Linked DNA regions of Urocitellus parryii: region 1 is linked to region 2. The links are chromatin contacts, called in public Hi-C maps. All regions are on one chromosome and are shown on one strand. The core of a region is the stretch at or near the end of the contact, and the rest is flanking DNA. Distances in the headings are between cores, read along the strand shown. Region 1 holds the start of Prok1 (prokineticin 1). Region 2 holds the start of Kcnc4 (potassium voltage-gated channel subfamily C member 4).

Region 1 (5,925 bases), core at 2,335-4,834, 210 kb after region 2:
AACACCTGTATTTTTCTTGGTGAGGAAGTCGATATTACTGCTAATCATTCTGTGACTTCTAGCCTACAGTTAAAATAAAGAAAACATTAAAATTCAGTTAGGAGTTGGTGATGATAAGTGTGCCATTTTCCTCTCCAAACAAGTTCATGGATCTCCTGAATCCATGAACTTGTTGGGGGAGTTTACTGAGGCCCCAGTAAAGAACCCCTGGTCTGAATGCTTGGGTTTCTTTTGTTTTATTATTATTATGATTATTATTATTTTCTGAAATGAGTCACAGCAAACTCTCATGTAATAGTTAGCAAGAAACCAATAATAAAGACATTTTACCCAGCACGGTGATGCACACCTGTAATCCCAGCAGCTTGGGAGGCTGAGGCAGGAGGATTGCGAGTTCAAAGCCAGCCTCAGCAACTTAGCGAGGCACTTAGCAACTCAGCGAGACCTTGTCTCTAAATAAAATATAAAATAGGGCTGGGGATGTGGCTCAGGGGTTGAGCACCACTGGGTTCAATCTCAGTACCAAAAAAAAAAAAGAGGGAGCACATGTTAACACACGGGATTAACCATCAACCCAAGATACCTCACACTGAGGATGGAGCAGCCAGGCAACTGGAAAGGGACTTCCTTTGTAGTTCACAGAACAATGACCTCAAGAGACTCTCAGGGGACTCCATCAGGGCTCAGGGCTGACTTGGGTGTGGACCAGGGCCCTATGAGAGTAGCCCTTGCTACACACACACACACACACACACACACACACACACACACACTACCCTGGAAAATGGCAACTGAAAATGGAGGAACTGGGGCCTAGCCCAAGGTATAAGAAGTGGACCCCCATGTAGCTTTTTCAAAGAAATACTAAACCATAGGTTTGTTCGTTGCCCACCTGCCTGCATTCTCTCTGCAGTTGTGTAGGGATCTGGGAGAGGCTTTCTGACACATCTCCACTCTCTTCCTACCTTCATAAGGGCACCAAATACATTTTTAGCACTTCTCACCGTTGTCCCCACAGCCCCCACTCTCTCCCCTTCTCAATTCACTTCACCACTGAATTCCTGCCTTTGCCTCCTTGGGCTCCTGCCTGCTTAGGCCCTCAGCCTCCTTTCCTGCACGATTTCCATCAAAAAGTAACCCAGATCTTATCAAGTGGACTGTTGAACCCACCTGCACACAGGAACAGGAGACCTCTAAGCTGTAGAGAGAAATTAGACCCAGTACCCACGGGGCTCCAGGTCTGGAAGTGTGGAAGTCTCTCGATGAACCCTTGGTTGAGCTACTGCATGAAGAACCAGTGATTCTGAAAAGCTCCCCAGAGTCTCTTCTGGGATTTCCACCAGGTCACCAGCTCTCCCTCACCCTACTGGCTTTTCTCAAGCACTGGCATTCAAGAGAAAGAAAAAAAGTTGTCAATCCATGTTATTGTTTTATTTGGCAACAGTGTTGCTTGCTACAACTTCTTCTTTTCTCCTTCTCCTCCTTCCTTTTTTTTTTTTTTTTTTTTTTGGTATCAGAGATTGAACCCAGGGACTCTTAACCACTGAGCCACATCCCCAGCCCTTTTTGTATTTTTATTTAAAGTCAGGGTATTGCTGAGTTGCTTAGGGCCTTGCAAAGTTACTGAGGTTGGCTTTGAACTCATGATCTTCCTTGCTTCAGCCTCCCAAATCCCTGGGATTACAGGAGTGCACCACCACACCAGGCTTCTTGCTACAACTTCTTCACTGCAATTGTGAATACACAAAATTAGTTTTGTGTATTGTGGGGAAGGGCTGGGGAGGGAGGTCTGAGAAGCAGAGGTATTCAGGAAATAAGGGCTCAGAGGGTTGGCAATATTCTCAAGGCCATGAAGCCAGTGAGCAGTTGGTCAGAAGTCAAGGTGTCTGCTGGTGGGGGTCTGTCTTCCAAGCCACTTGGCCCAGAACCACTGGGCTCTTTCTCTCTGCACTCATCAATGCCTGTCAATATTTATGTGTAGGAACCCTATTTTCATCAGACACTCCAGGAAAACATAAAGGGCTTTGTGGATGAATCTGTTTGGGAAAAACTATGTCTTTTCCACTTGCTGCTTTCTATACAAACACATGTGAAAGGTCCTGAAAAGTATGCAGAAAAATGCCAGTAAAGTTTGCATAACCCAGTGTTTCCCAAGTCTTCGTTATTTGTTTATATGACATCTACGGGTGGAATATCTGTTATCTGAAATGTATGGTACCAGAGTGTTTCAGGTTTTGCATTTTTCACATTCTAGAACATTTGCATATACATTATGAGATACTTTGGAGATGGGCCCCAAGCCTAGACACAAAATTCATTTTATGTTTCATATATACCTTATACATGTAGGCTGAAGGTGATTTTATATGACATTTTAAGTAATGTTGTGCATGTCACGGTTTCGTGGTATGAAATTTTCCACATTTGGCATCGTGTCAAAAAGGTTTGCATTTTGGAGCATTTCAGATGTCAGATTTTTGGAATAGAGATGGTCAGCCTGTATTAACATATGGCAAAATATATCTGGGAACAATACCAGCTTTTATTGTTATCTAGATGAACTGAATTGTCTGGGAAAGGATCAGGGAACTTTCTCTGGGTTGTCTGGAATAGTGAAGGCTGGAACTAGGATCATTTCCTGCAGCAAGAAGGGCTATGCCCAAAGTCACCTTTTTATTAGGCTGGCATCTGTGCCCACTGTGTTTGTTTGCCCACAGAGAAGGCCAATGTCATGCTCACCCCATGCAGCAGGAAGGACAGCATTGTAGTTCCTCATACCTTTGAGCTAAAGTTCAGCCCAAGTTTGCAGGATGCTGAGAGCATGGGACCTGCGGGGTTGCCGATTATCTGCCTTTGGCTCCTGTACCACGGTGTTTGCTGGTGTTCATCCTGAACCCAGGAGAAAGCAGACAGTTAGGTGTCCCACCTGGGAGTGCAACCCCACAAATCTGGACTTGTTTTCTCACTGTCTAATGTCTATTGAAATTTTTACCTTTCGAGGACCAGGGACAGCACCTTCCCCACTTGTAACTTTTTTAGCTACCTCCGTGTTGATCCCCTGGTAAATGCCCAGATAATTCTTGTTGGGCTGAGTGGGAGGGGAATCAATAACCCTCCGTGTTTCACGGTTTGGGGCAGGAAAGGATAAATGGTGATGTTGCAAATCCCTTTATTCATTACCAAAGCCTCTTTCTGCCCCAAGCAGCATAGAAGGACGCCCAGAGGCAGAAAAGAATATCAAGAGCAATGGCACACAGCTTTCTGAAGCTCTGCATTCCTGGAAGAGTTAGAGCGACTGTCAAAGCCCTCGACGTATCCATTTTTATTAGTTTTTTTGTGGTGATTTGATGTTGTTAGGGATTCAGCTCTCATCTTCGCCTCTGAGATCATCTGAATAACGCCGGGAATAGGGAAGGCAAGAACAGAGATGAGGCATCCACAGGCAGCCCTGGACCCGACCATATAAATCTAGGAGGAGGGTGGGGCAGGAGAGCCTGGGCTTCCCAGTTTGCTGGGCACGAGGCTGAGCCGGGGAAGCAGGAAGCCTTGGAGAAGACCGAGTTTTGCCTTCACTCCAGGTGGCAATGACAGGTGCCATGAAAGTGTCAATCATGCTCCTCCTAGTAACTGTGTCCGACTGTGCCGTGATCACTGGGGTAAGTCTCCAGCGTTCTCTCTGCCTGGGTTCCAGGACAGTGGTAGGGTCTGCAGGGGATGTAAGCCCAGGAACCACACAGGTGGGGCTCCGCCATCCAATACACCGCAAATCAAAGGGACCCCAGAGAGGGATGGTTTGTGATTAGTTGGACCTCACTCTGATAAACAGGGTTGGCTTTTAAGAAGCGGTGTTTAAATAAGATCTTTGTTTTAAATGCATTCGGAGACAATTGAGAATTTTTGAAGTTTTTAGTCTCTGGGAAAAATGAAGATTCCTGTTGTGTCATTGGGAATTCTTTTATAAAGTGGATTTCATCCCTTAATTTACCTTTTGTTTAAGTTTTGGTTTTCATAGACAGTCTGGTCCGCGTGTCAGTTTTGACGTAGCAGTATGTTGGCTTAATTAAGGGCAGTAATAGCTCATTGGCTGCAATGACATCAGTATCACCCCTGCGGCCTCCACTCGTAAGAAAGAATGTTTTGAAATACCTTTTGCTCTGTGCCCAGTTAGTTCGGAGAGGAATACTGGCGACACCAACATTTGGCTAAAAAATGCCCCCAACAGAGGCCAGTAGAGAAGCACTAGGGAGAGATACCAGTTCAACTGGCCTCTAGAAATGCAGACTGACAGCACAGGCTCAGCCCACGGGTGCTGCACACGTCAGTGCTCACGACTCTGTGGGGGTGATGTCCCCTCTGAAGGCTGTCTTTCACTTTGCCCCACTCTGGCATGGTTGCCGGCGGTGTTAGGCAGCTGGACTATTCTTACTAAAAGAAAGTAACACTGCACCTGTCTTGTCAAAGTCATGAGAAGAAAAGGGGAAATGAACTTTTATTTCAACCACTTCCACTGTTTTTTGTGGAGTAATGTCAAACCATGTCTGGAATTGGGTTTGTTTTCATGTTTGTAGAGAGGATAATTCCATTCTCCTTTCTAAAGGAAAAAGACTGGTTGGTTCAAAAGAGGCACATATATGAAGGGTCAGCCATTGCTTTGGAGACCCAAAGCAGGCACAGAACGAGCATAAAGCATTGAATCTTGGTGGGGGTGGGCTGAAGGGAGAAGCCGGGAGGCCCAGCAGTCCTGCGGTCAGGATGGGAGCACCAGGTGGGCCCCGAAACCATGTCAACCTCACTTGGCCAAGTTCTGCCCTCTCCACATTCCTCTGTTACCTGGATGGCAAATGTCCCCAAGTTCAAGGCTGCATGGTCCCGCTGCCAGAGTGGGACAGCAATGCCCATCCCTGCAGGATAAGAGCCAAGTGGGGGTCTCCTTCCTCCGACTCTCAGCTTTCAGAGCATGGCTAGGTAGGAGGGGTGCCCTTGCTGGGCTGGAGACTGGCAGCCAGGTGACTGCTCCCCGTGCCTCCTCTGGGTGGAGGGAGTTGGCAACCTCTTTTCCTCCTGGGGCTGAGAAAGTGGGGAACTTCCAGTTCGGGTTGCAGTCCCCATGTGCAGCCTGAGCCCTCCCCAGCCTCTACTGGAAAAGAGCAAATCAAGACACAGCTTCAAATTTCAGTTCATCGCAAGCACTCAGCTTCTGTGAAGTGGCCAGTTCTGATCTCTACCCGAGTGTGGAGCTGTTTTGGTTTCCCAGATCCTAGCTTATGGGTAAAGTGGGTTTTGTGGCCTTCTTTACAAATGTTACCTTCTGGACATACAGAAGGGACATACAGTCTATTCTGGGAGCCGAGCCCTGTGGGGTCCATCCCAGAGGCCCGTAGAGAAACACTAGGGAGAGATACCAGTTCAATTGGCTTCTAGGGCGAGGGGTACCAACATGTGGAACAGGCATCAAGTAAGGGTGCTGGGTCTGGGCTGGAGAATCTTGGCTGAAAGCAGCTTAGCCCTGACCACCCAGGGGCTTGGGCCATCAGGGACCCTCCCAGCTTGGAGAATCCTAAATCACTCAGTCCTACCAGCATCTGCTGAGCATCTACTGGCTCTAGGAGAGTTATCCCTCCTGACCCACTGGACTTTTCAAAGAGGTCTGCCTCCCCACTGAGAGGTCTCCAAGGAGCTAGGACAGTCCCTCAAACCCAGATCCTGATGGACATGAAGCATCCTGCCCATGAAGGGAGCAGCGGCAATAACCCCAGTCCAAGGCATGCTGTTGTGATGGGGCCAGGTGACACACCACCCCTCAGAGGACTGCTGGGCTGCAACCTGGCTTCTCACAGGTAGTAGTGCTGCCCTCTCTGTCTCTGCAGGCCTGTGAGTGGGATGTCCAATGTGGAGCACGCACCTGCTGTGCCATCAGCCTGTGGC
Region 2 (5,954 bases), core at 3,195-5,694:
CCTGGGAGAAGGGGAGAATGTCTGTCATTCAACAAACCAGCAAACCATCATGAGGATCACTCTGTGCCAGGCAGAGTGTCAGCGGTGCAGCAGAAAGACGGAGTGAGGGTCTGTCCCCAGGCTTCCAGGGTCAGAGCTGGCTGGATTCCAGTCTCTCCCTTCCTGCCCAGGGCTGACCCATAAAGGAAGGATTCCTGGGTTTCACGAGCAGCCAAGAGGATCCTGAGTTTGGTCTGCATCTCCAGGCAGCTGCTTCCCATTTCCCCAGGACACTGCTGGAGGGGACGGGGCCCACTAGGACTAATGAACTACTCTAATGGAATGAACCAGTTTTACCGGAATTTAGTCGGGGTGGGAGGACTCTGTACTTTTCTAGATGGAGAAATGCTGAGTGCCAAGAAGTCTTGCCAGCTGGGACCTAAGTTAATGTGTGTATGTGTGTGTGTGTGTGTGTGTGTGTGTGTGTGTGTCTATGTGTGTGTCTGTGTGTGTGTCTATGTGTGTGTCTGTGTGTGTGTCTGTGTGTGTGTTGGGTGGTGGAGGTGATTTCTGGGCCTAGGCTGGTCTCCAGCCCAGCAGCCTTGAGCAAAGAGGCCCCTTGGCACCTGGGTCCACTCTGCTGGCCCTGGTCCTGTGATTTCCACAAACACTGTTCTACATGCAGAGGCCACATGGGTCCCCACATTTTTCTCTGGCCTTGGCCCAGCTGCAGCCATGGCTCTGCCTTTCAGGTTCACTGCGGCTGTTTGGGCATGTGCCTGTGAGCTGGCTCCCAGGTTCTTTCTAACCCTATGACTCTAAGGCCACGGTTTAGGAGGCCTTAAGTCCTGGTCCAGCCTGAAACTGTGGTCTGTATCCTTCTGGCCTCTTCCTTTTATGAGCTGGGCCATCAGAGGATGTGTTTGGAGTTACCCAGAGCCCCCAATACAACTTCAATCTGATTTTCACAGTAACCCAACTGTACCTTCAGTCCTTGGCCACAGCCATCTTAGCTGACCTTCACAAGGCCTGGATGACTCTGGGCAGCCCTTTAAGGTTAGGTTCTCCTCGGAGCCCTTATGGGAAAGCTTTCATTGGATCTGGAACCTGGGGATCTCTGCAGGATGCCTGGAGGTAGGGTGGGAGGACCACAGGCTCCCAGCCTTCTGCCTACCTTTCCTTTCTCCCTCCATGAGAGGACAACGTCATGGCCTGGTGATGATGTTTGATAAAGAAATCCAATTAACCAGAAGAAGAGGGAGCAGGGTATGCTGGGGAAGGGTGCTGGCTCCTTGGCCTGGACCTGAAGGAGGAGGGGTTGGTCCCTGGCAGGAGCTGCAATGCCAAAAGGGGGAGGTGTGAGTGCCAATGGCTATTACCTTACTCAGGAGGATTTGGGGGCTGCTCCGTGGCCTGGAATCCCTCAAAACAAATGTGGCCAAAGAAGGAGGATAGAGAGGAGCTTAGATGGCTCCTGTCACCCCCCAAAGAGGATGAGCCCACACACACACACCCCCACCGTAGAGAAAGAGGAAGTGTAAATGGCTTTGATTTCAGTCTCAGTTTCCTGCAGGGAGGGTCCAGCTTTAGTATTCAGAGAGCAAGGACCTTCTCTGCGGGGTTCTGGAAAGGTTTGACATCCTCCATCAGTGTTATTCTAGAATCAAACATTATCCTCTCTCCTTCTCTTTGGCAGTACTCCTAATCCTGGGGAGGGAAACCCACTGCAGCTGATACATTAGTGTGAACTGACTTCCAGGCAGATGCCGTTCCCTATAGCCAGGAGAAACAGGGTGCCCAGGATAGGAAAGTGGTGAAAGGTGAGCAATTCAATTTTCCAACTGTGACTGCTTGTGTCTTGCCTAAGCCTCTCAGTTATCAAGATTTTGGAGGAATGGACAGAACAGACAGAGTCCTGGATGATAGCCTTGTGTTGGGTTCTAGGATCAATAGGATGCCCAGGATTAGCTGCACTCCATACCACAATAGTCCCCTTTTCTACCCAACCATCACAGTCCCAGCAGAGGGTAAGGTCTGGGCCACCAGAGCACCACCAGGGGGCAGCACCCTCCCACCCACATTAGGCTGGCATCCAGCTGGCAGGCAGGGGGGCTCTCTTTCCATCCTGGGGTTTGTGTTTTCTTTTTTTAAGAGAGAGAGAGAGAGAGAGAGAGAGAAAGAGAGAGAGAGAGAGAGAATTTTTTTAATATTTATTTTTTAGTTCTTGGCGGACACAACATCTTTGTTTGTATGTGGTGCTGAGGATCGAACCCGGGCGGCACACATGCCAGGTGAGAGCACTACTGCTTGAGCCACATCCCCAGCCCTGGGGTTTGTGTTTTCAAAGAATAGTATGACCTCACACACACACAGAGTGGATGCGGACAAGCCCCGTGATGCCAACTGTAACATACAGACTCCCCTAGAAAAGCCCGAAAGGGTCCAGAGAACAGATTAGTCCAGAGCTCTAGAATAAAACCTTCAGCAAGTGGTAAGGCCTTCTCTGGAAGCCTCTTGTCTGAGCTACCTTCTCCAGGAGCTGACCAGGAGTCTTCCTCTTAGTGCATCTGTACCTGACTGCCTATTTTCCTTGGCTGCCTCTGGTTATCCTACCCCCATACCAGCTTTCCCATCTCCTTCCCTTCCCTCCTGGCCTCCTTTCTCCCTGGCAGTGTTCTCCTTCCACCCTCTCCCCAGGTGCTCATCACCAGCCAACAGCACTGCGGAATGGAAGCTGACTGGGCAGAGGTTTCCTGGGGAGGCTGTTTAATTCAAGGATATATGTCCAGTGCCTGGAAACGCTTTTGGCAGGCAGTAGATGTTCAATAAATATTTGTTGATGAATAAGTAAATCAGGTGTGGGGTACTGTGATGGACTTTCTTCCCCATTCCCCACTCTACCCCCGTCATCTTGTCCCTTTTCTCAGAATGACCATCAGCCAAACAGAAGAATGGAAAGCGATGAAGAGACTATAAGGGGCTTGCCAGGACATAGTCCAGAGGGGACTTTACAGTCATCATTGCAGTTAACTCTTTGATATCCACCCAGCAGTTTTTCCTTTTGCACTCTAGCTCCAGCTCTTGTCTTCCCAGTCAGGTTTGGAATAGTTCTTTTCTCTGCAGCAAACTCAAGGCCACCTAAACTCTAAAATGCAGACATCAGGTCTGAGGAGGGGAGGGACTAGGTATCAAAGGATGTCAGCAAATGTCTTTTTCTGACTACAGAAGGATTGTAACCGCCTCCCCTGCGTATCAGAACAGATCATCAAAATCCCCATCCTTTTGGTTTTTAATCTCATTAATGATGTGACTTTTGCTTATGAAAATCCCATACATTTGTTCTGGGCTTCTAATCTTTCCTGAGAACACACACAAGCCCTTGTTTTGTTCTTCCTGGTATTCTAGGTCCTGCCTCATCTGGAAATTGGATGGTGCACAGTTGTTCAGGGCAGGTGTAGCCATCCGTTTCCATTTCTGCTCTAAAATCCTCTGCATATCACCCAGATAGACATGGAGGCTGGCTGAAGCTGTGAAGGAGAGTTTAAAGATGTAGAAGAGGTTCTGGGCTTAAAAACAAATAAAAACAAATTAATCTGGAAATTGCTTTTGGGACAGGGCCAGCAAAGTCCAGTTGGTGCCTAATATTTGGGGTATGACAGCTTCTCAATCACTTAACAAACAGGTTCTGAAAGGCAGGCACTGTTGGTGCTATCAAGATGAAAAAGCACAGTGTGGCCTGGAGGAGCTCAGGTCAGGGAGGGGCAAGGAGACAGAACCACAGGACAAGCCAAACTACAAGAAGTGAAACAATCATAGGATCAGGACACTTTCTATGTGCTCTCTAGGGAACTGTAAACCATTTAACCTAAAGATGGGTCAGGGCCACCACCTCACACTCATACAACATATTTCTTCATGGGCAATACCAGGGTTACAATTTCCCTCCTCTCAGACCAGACGCTGCTTCTTTGCCCAAGCTGCTCTGTCCCCCATTCCATGGCAGAGGCTGTGGTGACTGGGACAGTGGCCACAAGCATCAAGACTACAGGCCTACAAAGCACAGGATAGGGGCACGGTGGTCAGGAGGCCCCAAATACGGTGTTTGGAGCAGTCTCTTCCTCAAGACACCGTATCTTCACTCTCATCCGTCTTCAGTTAGCCGCAGTGAAACGGCATCATTGCAACCAGCATTGCGCGGAGGGGGGCGACAGGCTCTGCAATAAGAGGTGGGCAGAGGTTAGAGGTTAGGGGGTGGAGGGCGCTTGGGTGTCACCCGGGCTGCAGTGGGAGGAGCTGCTAGCTCGGGGGAGGCGGGGAGCGGGCCCGGGCGGCGGAGGGAGGGGATGGTGGCGGAGGCGCGCAGGGGCGGCGCGCAAGGCTGGGCACTGGCGGCGAGGGGGTTACGCGCCTCGGCTGGGCTCCGCCGCGCGGAGGAAGGCTGAGCTCGCCGCCGGGGCCCTGCAGCTAGCCGGGTCCGCCCTGCGCCCCGCCCCGCCCACCCCTCCCGGCGGAGGGCGCGCCCAGGCCAGGCGGGACCCGGAGGAAAAGGCGCCACTGAAGCGCGGAGTCCGCTGTCATCGCCGGAGGGAGACGCAGAGCCCCCTGAGTCCTGGTCTACCGGTGCCCAGGCGCCCCCTTCCCGAGGCCACCTAGCGCCCGCCCCCTGCCGCGAGCCAAGGCCAGCGCCCCGCCCGGAGATGGGCAGACGTGTAGATGGCGCGGCTCCCGGCGCCGCCAGATCGCAGGAGCCCGGCGCCGGGGCGCTGCGCTGAGGCTCCCGCTCGGCGCGGCCCCAGAAGCCTGCAGGTGTCCTTGGCCTCTCGGCCGCCGCCGGGGAGACTCCTTCGCCAGCACCTAGAACCCGGCTACCCGGAGCGGCCCCGCCCCCCAGGCTTGGCGCCGCGCAGGACGCCCCGTCTGAGGCCCCCCCGCCGCGGCGCGGCCCCCGCAGCGCGGCGCCCAGCCCAGCGCAGCTCCCAGCCGTGGATGCAGGACCCGAGGCTCGCTCCTGCGGGCGCGCTTGTTTTCTTACAGTCGCCTCGCCCTGCGCAGCCCCCACCCGCTGGTCCGCTCCGCTGCGCTCAGCCCCTCCCGCCATCCTTGCCCAGCGCTGAATTTATGAATGGGGGGAAGAGGCCACATGCCGCCGCCGCCGCCTCGTGTTGACCTCGCGCAGCCCGGGCCCGCCGAGCTCCGGCTGCCCTGAAATCGTCGGCCCGGCCCCGGCAGCAGCTCGGAGGACTTGTTGCTGCTGCGCTGCCGCCGCCGCCGCCGCGGAGAAACCGGCCGCTCCCGGGCTCCGCGCGGTCTGGGAGCCGGAGGGTGGCCCTTGTGAGTGTGAGCGCGCGCGTGCCCTGGACCCTCGCAGTGTGCCGGGACTGAGCACTTCTTGGTCTTTGGTCGGGTGAGGGGGGGGCGTGTCCCCGGCCCGGAGCGGGAGTCTGTGTGTCCCGTCCTCGCCTGCTTGCCGCTACCTCCCCGGGCCCCTTGCTGAGTCCTCTCTGCACCTCCTGCCTCCCGCCCCAGCGTAGCCTACCCAAACCCCAACCACCTGTGCGCCCGAGAAACCCAACTCCTCCCGCTACGCGCCCCGGGGGGGAAGGCAGGGGCAGGGCCAAGCCGCAGAGGGGGCCGCCGCCGCCTCCTGCCTCCTCCTCGTCTCCTCCCCCTCCCCCGTCTGACGCTGCCTCCTCGGGAAGGGTGTTTGGAGGGCAGCGGCCGCCCCAAGCCGGAGCCCCGCAGCGCTTCTTATGATCAGCTCGGTGTGTGTCTCCTCCTACCGCGGGCGCAAGTCGGGGAACAAGCCTCCGTCCAAAACATGTCTGAAGGAGGAGATGGCCAAGGGCGAGGCGTCGGAGAAGATCATCATCAACGTGGGCGGCACGCGACATGAGACCTACCGCAGCACCCTGCGCACTCTGCCGGGCACCCGCCTCGCCTGGCTGGCTGATCCCGACGGCGGGGGCCGGCCGGAG

The links. Hi-C and Micro-C count contacts between places; a contact is called where the count stands out from the background.
Region 1: a contact with region 2 is called in a Hi-C map of muscle, with 4 times the contacts expected there. The contact joins the promoter of Prok1 here to the promoter of Kcnc4 in region 2. A contact is called at or near these places in 2 of 2 Hi-C or Micro-C datasets (liver and muscle).

The regions. Positions count from the first base shown.
Region 1 is chr11:103,222,934-103,228,858 of mUroPar1.hap1, forward strand. It overlaps Prok1 (prokineticin 1), which reads left to right and starts at 3,585. Exons shown (of 3, transcript XM_026402856.1): 1 at 3,585-3,656; 2 at 5,868-5,925. The coding sequence starts at 3,585.
Region 2 is chr11:103,011,957-103,017,910 of mUroPar1.hap1, forward strand. Kcnc4 (potassium voltage-gated channel subfamily C member 4) reads left to right here and starts at 4,445. Exons shown (of 4, transcript XM_026402809.2): 1 at 4,445-5,954. The coding sequence starts at 5,730.